Regions from separate parts of the Strix aluco genome. Here region 1 is linked to region 2. Evidence: chromatin contacts called from public Hi-C data. All regions are on one chromosome and are shown on one strand. The core of a region is the stretch at or near the end of the contact, and the rest is flanking DNA. Distances in the headings are between cores, read along the strand shown.

Evidence for each region. A called contact is a pair of places that touch in the nucleus more often than the background predicts.
Region 1: a Hi-C map of heart shows a contact between it and region 2, with 8 times the contacts expected there. The contact joins the promoter of ATOX1 here to the promoter of CCDC69 in region 2. A contact is called at or near these places in 2 of 2 Hi-C or Micro-C datasets (brain and heart).

What each region holds. Positions count from the first base shown.
Region 1 is chr13:7,138,899-7,143,913 of bStrAlu1.hap1, forward strand. ATOX1 (antioxidant 1 copper chaperone) reads right to left here and starts at 3,410. Exons shown (of 4, transcript XM_074838812.1): 1 at 3,275-3,410; 2 at 1,969-2,044; 3 at 1-157. The coding sequence starts at 3,280. The coding sequence ends at 24.
Region 2 is chr13:6,978,116-6,983,348 of bStrAlu1.hap1, forward strand. CCDC69 (coiled-coil domain containing 69) reads right to left here and starts at 2,069. Exons shown (of 9, transcript XM_074838095.1): 1 at 1,737-2,069. The coding sequence starts at 1,784.

The DNA.
Region 1 (5,015 bases), core at 2,160-4,659, 160 kb after region 2:
TAGCCTCCTCACACCGGGCAAGGCTACTGTGCAGACTTCTCCCCAAGGTAGGAAGCGTTCTTCCCAGTCTTCTTTAGGGTTTCCAATAGGGTGTCAACACTGTGCTCAGAGCTGATGCACACCTTCTTGTTGGGCAGGTCAATATCAAACTGGACACCTACAAGGAAAGAAAAAAAAAAAACTTGCATAGCTAGAAGCAGCTAAAGGGTGTGAGCATGGGGAAAACTCACCTTGTATTAGAAATAGTGTGACCAGCAGAAGTAGGGAGATGATAATCCCCATGTAGGGCCTGGAGAATAAATCCTGTGAGGAGTGATTGAAGGAGCTGGGACTGTTTAGTTTGAGGAGAAGGCTGAGGGGAGACCTCATCACTCTCTACAACTACCTGAAAGGACATTGCAGAGAGGTTGGTGCTGGTCTCTTCTCACAGTTAATTAGCGATAGAACAAGAGGGAATGGCTTTGAACTGCAACGGGGGAGGTTTAGACCAGATATTAGGAAAAAATTTTTCACAGAAAGAGTGGTCAGACAGTGAAATAGGCTGCCCAGGGAGGGGGTGGAGTCACCATCCCTGGGTGTGTTTAAGGGTCATTTGGATGAGATGTTGGGGGATGTGGTGTAGGGGAGAACTTTGTAGAGTAGGGCTGATGGTTGCACTCAATGATCCCAAGGGTCTTTTCCAATCTGAATGATTCTGTGATTCACACATTCGTGCTCCCAAGGCCATCAGTCAAATGTATGGGTGCCTCCTGCCAGCAGCCCCTGATCCCACCACCACCCAGCAAAACTAAACTGGTATCTTGCCAGCAGTGGTATGAAGGAAGCCAGGTCTCCTATCGATCTGCATCGGGCAGCACTGATTCTCAACTACTTGAAATCTGCTCACCCCACCCTGGATCAACACAATCACTCATGCAACAACCAGAATGAGCTGAGTTTAAACCAATCACTATAATCTCCAACCAGCTCAGCCTGTGCCGTGGTTTAGCATGGATAGTCACTAACGAGGCAGTTAGCGTAGGGGTTAGGACAGGGTCAGGACAGGTTTCCTCAGTGGTGGTACCAGCTTACAGGAGGAGGGAGGGAAAAGACACTTTCCCATGTGGATTTCCGAGTGGCTAGTAAGGGTGAGCCACTCTTAGCCCAGTGAAAGGAACTGGACATGAAGTCTCTATCCAGCCACCTATTTCCACAAAACTTGCAGGTATGTCTCAGCTTTGAGAGCTCTGCCACGTCATCACATGAGGCTGATACTGGCAAGCATGCTGAAGAGTGGTGGAGGTGCTGACAACCACACAGAGAAAGTGGATCACCACAGCCAGGTAACGGGGTCTGGAAGAAGTTGCAAGGCCTTCTCCTTGGTGACTGAAAGCTGTTCTCACTCGGTGAGGACAGGGGAGCAGGATGACAGGTCCTCACAACTGGTGAGTGTGGGTCAGTTCCTTCTCCCTTGGTAATCCCAGCTCAAAGGAGACATGGGTTATAATTTTCCAGGTGGTATTAAAAATAGGCTGTACAGGCAACCACCAAACGCTCTGCTCAGCAGCTCTTCGCTGTGACAGCTCTACACGTGGGCACTGATGACACATCAGGGAAGCACCACAGATACCCTGGGTTTCCTTGGGAACAGCACCTGGCAGGACACCCCTTCCTTCTGGCAGCCCGAGCAGGGATCTACCAGTGTGGCTCCCAGAGGGTTCAGGATGCGGCCCTGGTGATTCACGGCCACCTGCAGCCATGGCAGCTCCTCCCTCCCTTGACATTTCTCCATGTCATGAACAACCAGCAACTCATTACTAAGCAGCAGGCTCAGAGCAGAGCAGGGATCAGGGGTTTCCAACCAGTCACTTTCAGCTTTTACCCACAGCGCTACCCTTGCAAAACGGAGGATCCCAGGGCACTGACATCCTGCCCCGGAGCTGGCGTTGCTCCGGTGAGCTGGCTGTCACACACCCAGCACTGACTCACCTCCCAGCCTGTGCAGGACACGGGTGACCGCATTGGAGCAACCTTCACAGGTCATGTCCACAAAGAACTCGTGTTTCTGAAAAGAGGCAGACGAGGGATCAGGGAGGGTGCAGCGGGCAACACACCATAAGCACTCGTCCTCCACACTTGCCTTTTTCCTTGGGGAGGTGGGTTCAAATCCTTCCCAACCAAAAGGTCCACACATGCCACTAAGGGATCCTCAGCAAAACCGAGAGCTCTCGGTACTCCTTCCTTGTTGTGTCCCTCACAGCATAACCCTAGGGGCCCCTGGAGACTGTCTGGCCCCTGCTCGGAGCAGGGCCACCTTCAGGGTCAGCACAGGTTGCCATCTCTGTGGGCCTCTGCTGGACTCACTCCACTTACCCTGGAAAGCCCAGGAGAAGCAAGTGTCCTCCCTCCAGCTACTCGCTGTCCTGACTTAGACTGCAAGGTTTTTGGTGCCTGCCCATCCTATTCTTCTTGCGTCTACAAGGCCGTGGGTCCCCAACATAATAAACTCATAAAAATATCAACAAAACTGAAATTTAAGGAACATTAGTGCTGGTTTTTCATTGCTTCACCCAGGCCCCAGTGCTACCTTCATGAGCTGTGAGAGATACTGGGTCAACATAAACGTGCTTGCCTGTAACACTAATCATTGTGTTCAGTCTTTGGCACCAGACGGATCCTAACTTCCTTTTCTTGCACATGCTTTTTATTTTCCTTAAAAAATAAAAGTAAAGCTGTTTTTTATCTGTTACCCACAATCCATACTTTTTTCTATACAAAACCACCCTTTGCCCCCCACCACTCAGAGGCTAAAGCCCTCACGGGCACAATTCACCCGGGAAAGCAGTTCAGGAATGGCGGTTCCCATTAGGATTTTCCAGTGTAATTAGCATTTTCTTGATTTTTATTTTACAAATGCCCTGCGTGCTCTGGGGGCCGGTGTGCGGGAAGGAGGCGTTGGGACGGGAGGGCTCCCGCCACAGGGCCCCCCCCGTCCTCCCGGAGGCCGGACTATGCCCCCAGGCCCCGGTGATTGCGGGGGGGGGGGGGGCCGCCAGCTCCTCCCGGTGCCGGGCAGCGCCCTCCTTGCCCCGCCGCCTCCGCTGGCAACGGGCCCATCCCCGCCATGTCCCCCGGCCCCACCAAGGCCCCCTCGGCCCCACACAGGCCCCCGGCTCGGCCCCGGTGCCCGACCCAGTCCGGGCCCGGGCCCAGGCGCTGTGCGGGGCCGGCCGAGGGCCGCGATGAGCCGCCGCCCCCCGCCCCCCCGCCCCCCCGCCCCGGGCCCGGCACCCACCGGCATGGCGGAGCGCGGCGGCGGCTCCCGGCTCTCAGCGCGGCGCGGAGGAAGGGGCGGGCCGCGTCGGGCCCCTGAGGGCCGAGGCTGGGCCTGGAGCGCCGGGCCCTGAGCGCCGGCCCCGCACAGCGTCCCCGGGGCGGCGGCGAGTCCGGCGGCCCCACCCGGCCCCAGCCCCACCGGGGAGCCGCGCTCGGCCCCTCCCGCACAGCGGGGCAGCGGCGGGGCAGCCGCCGCCCGGCCTCCCCGGGCAGGGAGGACGCCGGCCCCTCTCGGTAACCTCGGACGGGCAGAACCGTTCCGGCCGCCTTCATCTCTGACCCCGTAGCTCCACCGACGTCGGGGTTTCAGAAGGTTTTGCAAAGTCGCCGGTGGGCCAGGAACGGGGATCCGCTGCAGAGAAGCCCAGGGAGGGCAGCGAGGTCGGAGGCAGCTGCACAGAGACGGTTTCAGCACAGCAGGAGTTTGGGGCTGGGGGCTTCTGTTTGCCCTGACGTGAACTGGCTCAGGCTGTGGGATGCAGGAGTCCGGACACTCTTTGGCCCGTTCCTAACACTGACCAAATTGGTTTTAGTAGCCTTTTGGGGACAGCGATTTAATTCTTAGGAGTATTCATTGCTGAAACGCAGCCCCACTTCTCGCGGTTGTTTCTCTAACCGTTTTTCTGGTACTGCCACCCCTTGTGAGGAGATGCGCCGGGGCTGTGGCTGGACCGATGATGCTGTCCAGGTTAGGATGAAGCCCGAGGTGGGAGTGAGGCCATCGGAAAGCACGAGATGGCAGAAAGGGTTAAGGAGAAAGTGGTGGAGAAAGTTTGTACTTGGAGTGGCTCCCTAACAGCTGCCAGCACCCTGCCTGGTGCTCTGCCCACCTGCTTTACAGGCTAAGGATTGGCACAGCGACAAAGCGGCTGCGGGAGGAAGGTGGGAAGAGTCATAAAGATGGGGCAAGAGGCACGAGGGTTGGCAGGGCTGCTTCAGAAAGCTTGTTCCTCTCTGTCTTTTGAGGTTATGAGATTTACTCGCTTAGGAGAGCTCTGGTAGACTGGATTATTGAACGAGAGAGGTTTGGGGGGGTTTCTGCTTCAGAGTAGGTTGAGAGAAAGGATGCGGGTCCCTGAGAATGTTTACGTGTCTGCTTTGGGGTCGTTTGTTGGGGTTTTTTTCCCCTGGCTATTTGTCTCTGAAGGAGAATGGATCTCTTTCTTAAAAACTTGAGTCAAGGTGGAGGCGGCTGTGGTGGGGGCTGGGAGAAGCTCCGGTGCTTTGGCAGGCTGCGGGTAACCAGAAAAGGAGTCAGTGATGTACGTCAGGGCTGAGAAGAGCTGGCAGAGCTGCGTGGGGGACAACACTTCCTGACCACGTGCTGGGCTTCAGCGTCTCCCTGTTAAGAAACTGTGGCAGAAAGAATAACTGGGGTGTTTCTGGTTATTTGCTACCACACCAACGGGAGCTGCATCCTGGGATGTCGGCTGGCCTTGGCTAACCCTTCCCCTCGCACTGAGTTGATGCTGAACAGGCTGAGTCCCTGAAGACTGAGCCAAAGATGATGTGAATGCCTTTTCTAGCAAGTTTCTATTGCATGGAGGGCGTGAGGGCATTCGTTTTAATGTGCATAGGACCCTGTTGTTGTACTGACCTTTTTATAAAAGAGGAAATATCTGTCCCCTACTGCTCTGGGGGTGTCTAGGATCCTCCCCGGCAGAGTTTATTTTGGACGGCTGTTGTGCTGGGTCACTGGT
Region 2 (5,233 bases), core at 819-3,318:
CCCAGCCCAGCACGGGCTCCCCAAGGTCACCTCCAACCTGGGACCGGCCCCAAAAACTCCGCAGCCGTCAGCCCCGTGACAGCCCCCAGCCCTGTGATGTGCACCCGGGGTCTGCCTGGGCTCGCCCCTGGGGTTTGAGGGCTCCCCCATCCCCAAGGGACCATCTCTGCCAGTCCAGCCAGCAGCAGTGGGAGGGTGAAGGTCTCCCACCCCACCTTTTGGTAGCCTGGACATGAGAATGTGGGCAGGAGTGGCTCAATGCCCGCCCTTACTCCTTTTTGCCATAAAGGGGATTTTCAGTGCTGCTTTCGGAATTAACGTGCAAGTCAGTCACAGACAGCAGCAGGGCTGTTTTATGGGGCACAAATCATGGTGAGCAGCGCTGCAAGGCTGAGCAGAAGAGCTCAAGAGCGGGCAAGCACAGGAAGGGAGGCGTCTGTGGGTAAATGACTCTGACTTAAATTTCCTCATTTCGGTAAACGTGTGACTCTCAACACCTGGGGCCTTGGGGCTGCCATTTCTCCCTGTCCCACGCCCATTTGTGCGAGCTCTCAGAGTCACAAACCAGCCCAGAAGTGTCTGATCTTATGATACAGAGAGAAGCGGGGTTTTTTTTTCCATGATATGGAGAAGCAGCCAAGCCTTCAAGTGCTGTAAATAAAGGCACTTGCTGGCTCCAGGGCTGTGCAAGCTCCGCGCCGGCTCCCCCCACACATCCCAGCAGCGAGTTGTGCTTCGGCCGCGTGGTCCCGGGCAGCCGAGCTCCCACAGCTGCCTCTGCAAAGAGCCACCCGTGTAGGGGGACACGCTGGCACTGCGGGGCCTTTCCGACTTTCCTCCTGTCCCTGCCACCCTCCAGCAACCCCGACCCACCGATACCAGCACGCACAGCACATTCGACTTCACAAACAACTCCTGAGGCCGCTGGTGGGGCACTAAGGCAGCATGAGCACGTCAAAAAATAATAATCATGAGCAGCAGATAATTTTTAGACCTTAACTCGCAGAAGAGCTCTTCAGTGCAGAGCGATGCACCGACATCTGTTGGGGACTCAGAATGTTCCTCAGCAGAAGTGTCACCTTTGCCAAAAGGGGGGACCCAGCACAAGGGGGGACCCAGCTTTTGGGACAAGGGAGGATGCTGTAGGAGGCTGGCAGAGGTCTCGTTGGGGGAACCCACCTCTGCCCTATATGGGACCTGCATTTCCAACAGGCTTCGTCACCCCAGATGCTGCACCCCCTTTAGTCTGGGCTTCCCTGTGATGTGGGGGGAGAGCCCGGAGGGGTGCAGGAGGGTGCAGGAGGGTGCAGGAGGGTGCAGGAGGGTGCAGGAGGGTGCAGCAGGGCAGGTGGCTGCCAACTCCCGCTGTGCCCGGTGCCGGCTCCCCCCCACAACGCTGGTGGGGTCCCACGCAGCCGGGGGCAGCCGGGGCAGGGCGGGGAAGACGATCCATGATGGGTGCCCCCAGCACACCTCCACCCCAGTGGTGCAAGCCGGGCTCCACGCAAACCCCATCCCCACGCGAACCCCATCCCTACGCGAACCCCATCCCCTGCGAACCCCATCCGCACGCAAACCCCATCCCCACGCGAACCCCATCCCCTGCGAACCCCAACTCCACGTGAACCCCGACAACACGCACACTCGGTCCCACGCGACCCCAGACCCCACGCGAGCCCCGACCCCAGGCAAAGCCCAGCCCAAGCCCAGCCCAGCAAAGCCCCCGCAGCCGCTACCTTGCCGCCGGCGGGGCAGCACCGGAGGGCGCTGCCGGTGCAGCCCATGGAGCCGCGGCCGGGAGCCCGCTCAGCCGCGGGGCGCGGGGTGCTGCATCCCCCCCGGCGAACGGCCTCCGCTGCCCGGCGGGACCCGCCGGGACGGGACGGGACGGGACGGGACGAGCTGCCCCAGCTGGCAGTCAGGGGAAAAAAAAAAAAAAAAAAATTAAAATAAAATTAAAAAAAAAAAAAAAAAGTCCCCGCAGCTGCTCGCAGGCAGCGCCAGGAGAGGGTGCTCTGCACCCCCGAGCCGCGGGCAGGGCCCCCGGCCGCAGCCTGCCCGCCCCCGGGGCTGGCCCTGGGCTCCCGGCGGGGGAGCTCCGGCCCGGGGCACCCTCCACCCTAGGGTGTCCCCGCCCTGGGCGCTTCCTCCCAGGCAGGGTAGTGGGACGCCCCCAGCCCCGGGAATGCTCTGTCCCTTGGGTCTCCTGTGCTGAGGATGCCCCATCCTGGGTGGGGGGAAAGGGGAGCTGGACCCCCGGTACCAGGGCTGGGGTCCAGCTGGAGCAGGACTGCCTTGGGGGGGCTTCCATTGGTGAGCCCACCCAGCCCCTCTGGGAGAAGGGATGTGAGGAGTGAAGGCAGGATCCATCCTGGCTTTTGCCATCACCCCATGAAGTTTCAGCCTGTGCTGGGGTAGTTGTGTAAAAGTGGTGGCTTTGGGGTGTTTTCTTCTGGCAGGGGGTAGCTGTGCTGGCTGAAGGGGGCTTTCAGTGTGGTCCATACTGTCGGGGGGGACGGCATCCTGGCAATGCCGCCCGCTTGAGCATCCCAAACACCCCAAATGCTGGGCCTGGAGCCAGGGTGCCCTTTTCCAGGAGTAAATCCTGCACTTTGGAAACGGATCCTGAAGATGTAGGGAAACACAATGATTTGAAAGTGTCCTGTCTAAAAATTAATGTGAGGAAAGGCAGGTTCCTCCAAATGTTTTGGTTTTGATGATTTTTTAAAATGCTCTGAAATAATAGACATTTCTAAATCAACATACATTCTGACCTGAAAAATCAACCGTTGCCACCCAGCACTGCTGAAATAGGAGTGTTTCAACCTGGTCACGAGGCCGTACCCGTATGGAAACACTGCCAGTTTTTGTCAACAAGTTTCTATTCTGACATTTTCCAAATATCCCCTGGGACAAGTCCAAGCAGCCTGCGGCTCGGGGGCTGCCAGGACGCTGGTGTTTCGCCACCGCTCCGGCACCGCCTGCCCGGCCAGCGAGGGAGCGGAGGTGTGTGGTCACCCCATCACGTGCGACTTGAAGGTGTTTTTTCTGCCTCGGTAACCCTGGGACCAGGGAAATTGTGAAACATCACTTGGATAGGAGGGTGGGGAAGGTGAGGGGCAGGCCCACGGCTGCCCCAAGTCTCCCAGGGAATGGTGGGACCAGTTCTCTGCGTCCTTGTGGGTAGGTGCTGCTTAAGCTTCATGACGTTTTGTGAGTCACAGCAGCTTCCTGGCATCATCTCCCACCGCTCGGAAACCACCGACAGCGTCTGTTCTTATCTCTCCCAGCACTTCATACATGAGGCAAGTCTCCTTCCCTGCCTGAGAGTACTTATTTGGGCTGAGTAGATCCTCTGTGGGATAAAAAAGCTCATCAGGGCAAGGTGCTGGTCTCCACCTCTCCAGGGTTAATTAAAAATCCTGGTCCAGACTTTCGAGACTGAAGCCATACAGGGGCAAGCACAAAAGCACATGAGTATTTCCAGGCTGAATTTGCATTGCTGAGGCTGTGGCTGTGAGCAGAAGCAACTGTGTGGGCAGCTGACAAGGAGCCTGTCCAGCTGCCATCACGTCTTGCTGGTGCACGAAGGTCCAGCAGTTTGCACGTGTGCTTGTGATAATTTCTGGTTTCAACTACGGGGCTCTGAGGGGGTGCCCCTGTGCCATGAAGTGGGGCTCTGGGTAGGGTTTCTTTTGCTAATGGTGGAGAAAAACCAGAGGGTTTGGTCACATCAGGCTGAGGCATCAAGCCAGCAAGGCAGAGCTGGGGCTTGGGGATGGGGTTGGGCAGCAAGAGTGGCTCCAGCACCCCGCTCCCCAGCCCTGCACCCCGCAGGGCCGCTGTGGGCTCTGCCATGGCAGCTACAACCCTGCACTGCTATAAATCACTAACTTTCGGAGAAGGGGCACACCAGATCATGTTACATCCTTCCTTCAGCCTGTAGGCGCATCTGCGAGGCTGCCTGCTGGAGGCCCTGCCTGTACTGCCCCAAAGCTCTCTTATTTTAGCTCGATTTTAGCAATTTCTCGGTTTCTGCAACCTTTCCTGTGCAGGCTGCACGAGATGTGTCCCTGCTGGAGAGATCTCCCATCTCAGCCCTGCTTCATCTTCCTCTGCCCCAATACACTGACTACATGCTCCCTTTGCAGGGCAGAAACTTAAACAGCCAGAAACTCTTCTGCTGTTTTCGAGCAAAGCAGGGGCTTTCCATGGTGGTGTAGGGGTGGGATTCATCACTGCAGCAACTCATCCCCCTCTCCCTAACCAGAGGAGCCTGGGGACCCGGGCAGCACGCGGGGCTGGGGCTGCTGGAGCCTGCTCACAGAGGGCTGGAGACACGGGGACTGTGGCAGCGAGGGGATTTCTGCCCGTGCAGAGACAGGAAAGTGGAGGCAGTGTGGGGCAGACCCACCTGGGGCAGCTTCGGCTTGTTTTGAAGTTTGCCCAGATGTCTTTTTCTGTGTTATCACGATCTCTCCCCAGGAACGACAGCGGCTGGAGAAGTCTCGAGGGTTTTGCCTGGAAAAGCGAGCCTAGGAGGGTTTATCTCATGCTCAGCTGAATTGCCGTAAATGGGGTAACAGCTGGCTGAATGTCGAGTTAATTTGTACCGATGGTCATTTAAAGTGTTTGCAAAAGCTTATGGATAAGAGAAGTATTTATGCAAGCTGTTGAAGTGTCTCAGCTCTCTCTCCAGTTCCAGCTGGTAAGGACTGGGCAGGACAGGGTGGGTACAAGGCGAGGTCGGTGCCAGCGTGTGGGATTTCCACCTGGGACCCAGCCCTGCATGGTCTGTGTGCGGGGTGGTCCCGTGAGCACAGGTAGGGTAATTAATTATTTTTTGTTTCTTTTATCTACAGAAACACAGTCTGGGAAAAAAAAACAAAAAAAAAAGGAAGAAGATTTTGCTGGAAGGTTTTTTGGGCAATGAACAGACCCGTGGTGATGCCCAGTGGGTTCTGGTGGAGCGGGCAGCCCAGGCAGTGGAGAGAGGGTGGTCTGTGGTTGCATCCTCAGCCCAGGCATCATTTGCAATCTGTTTGCTTTTGTAAATGAGATCTAAGGAAGTTATTAACGCTGTCACCCATCTGCGCTGGCTGCTCTGCTTCAATGCAAATCGAAGGTGTTCAGCCAGATCTGCGGAGAGCTCGTGACTTGGGCTTTGCATGGGTGTGATAGCTCAGAAAACTGTTTGAACTGCAGAGAATCTTGCATGTGTTGGAGCCCAAAA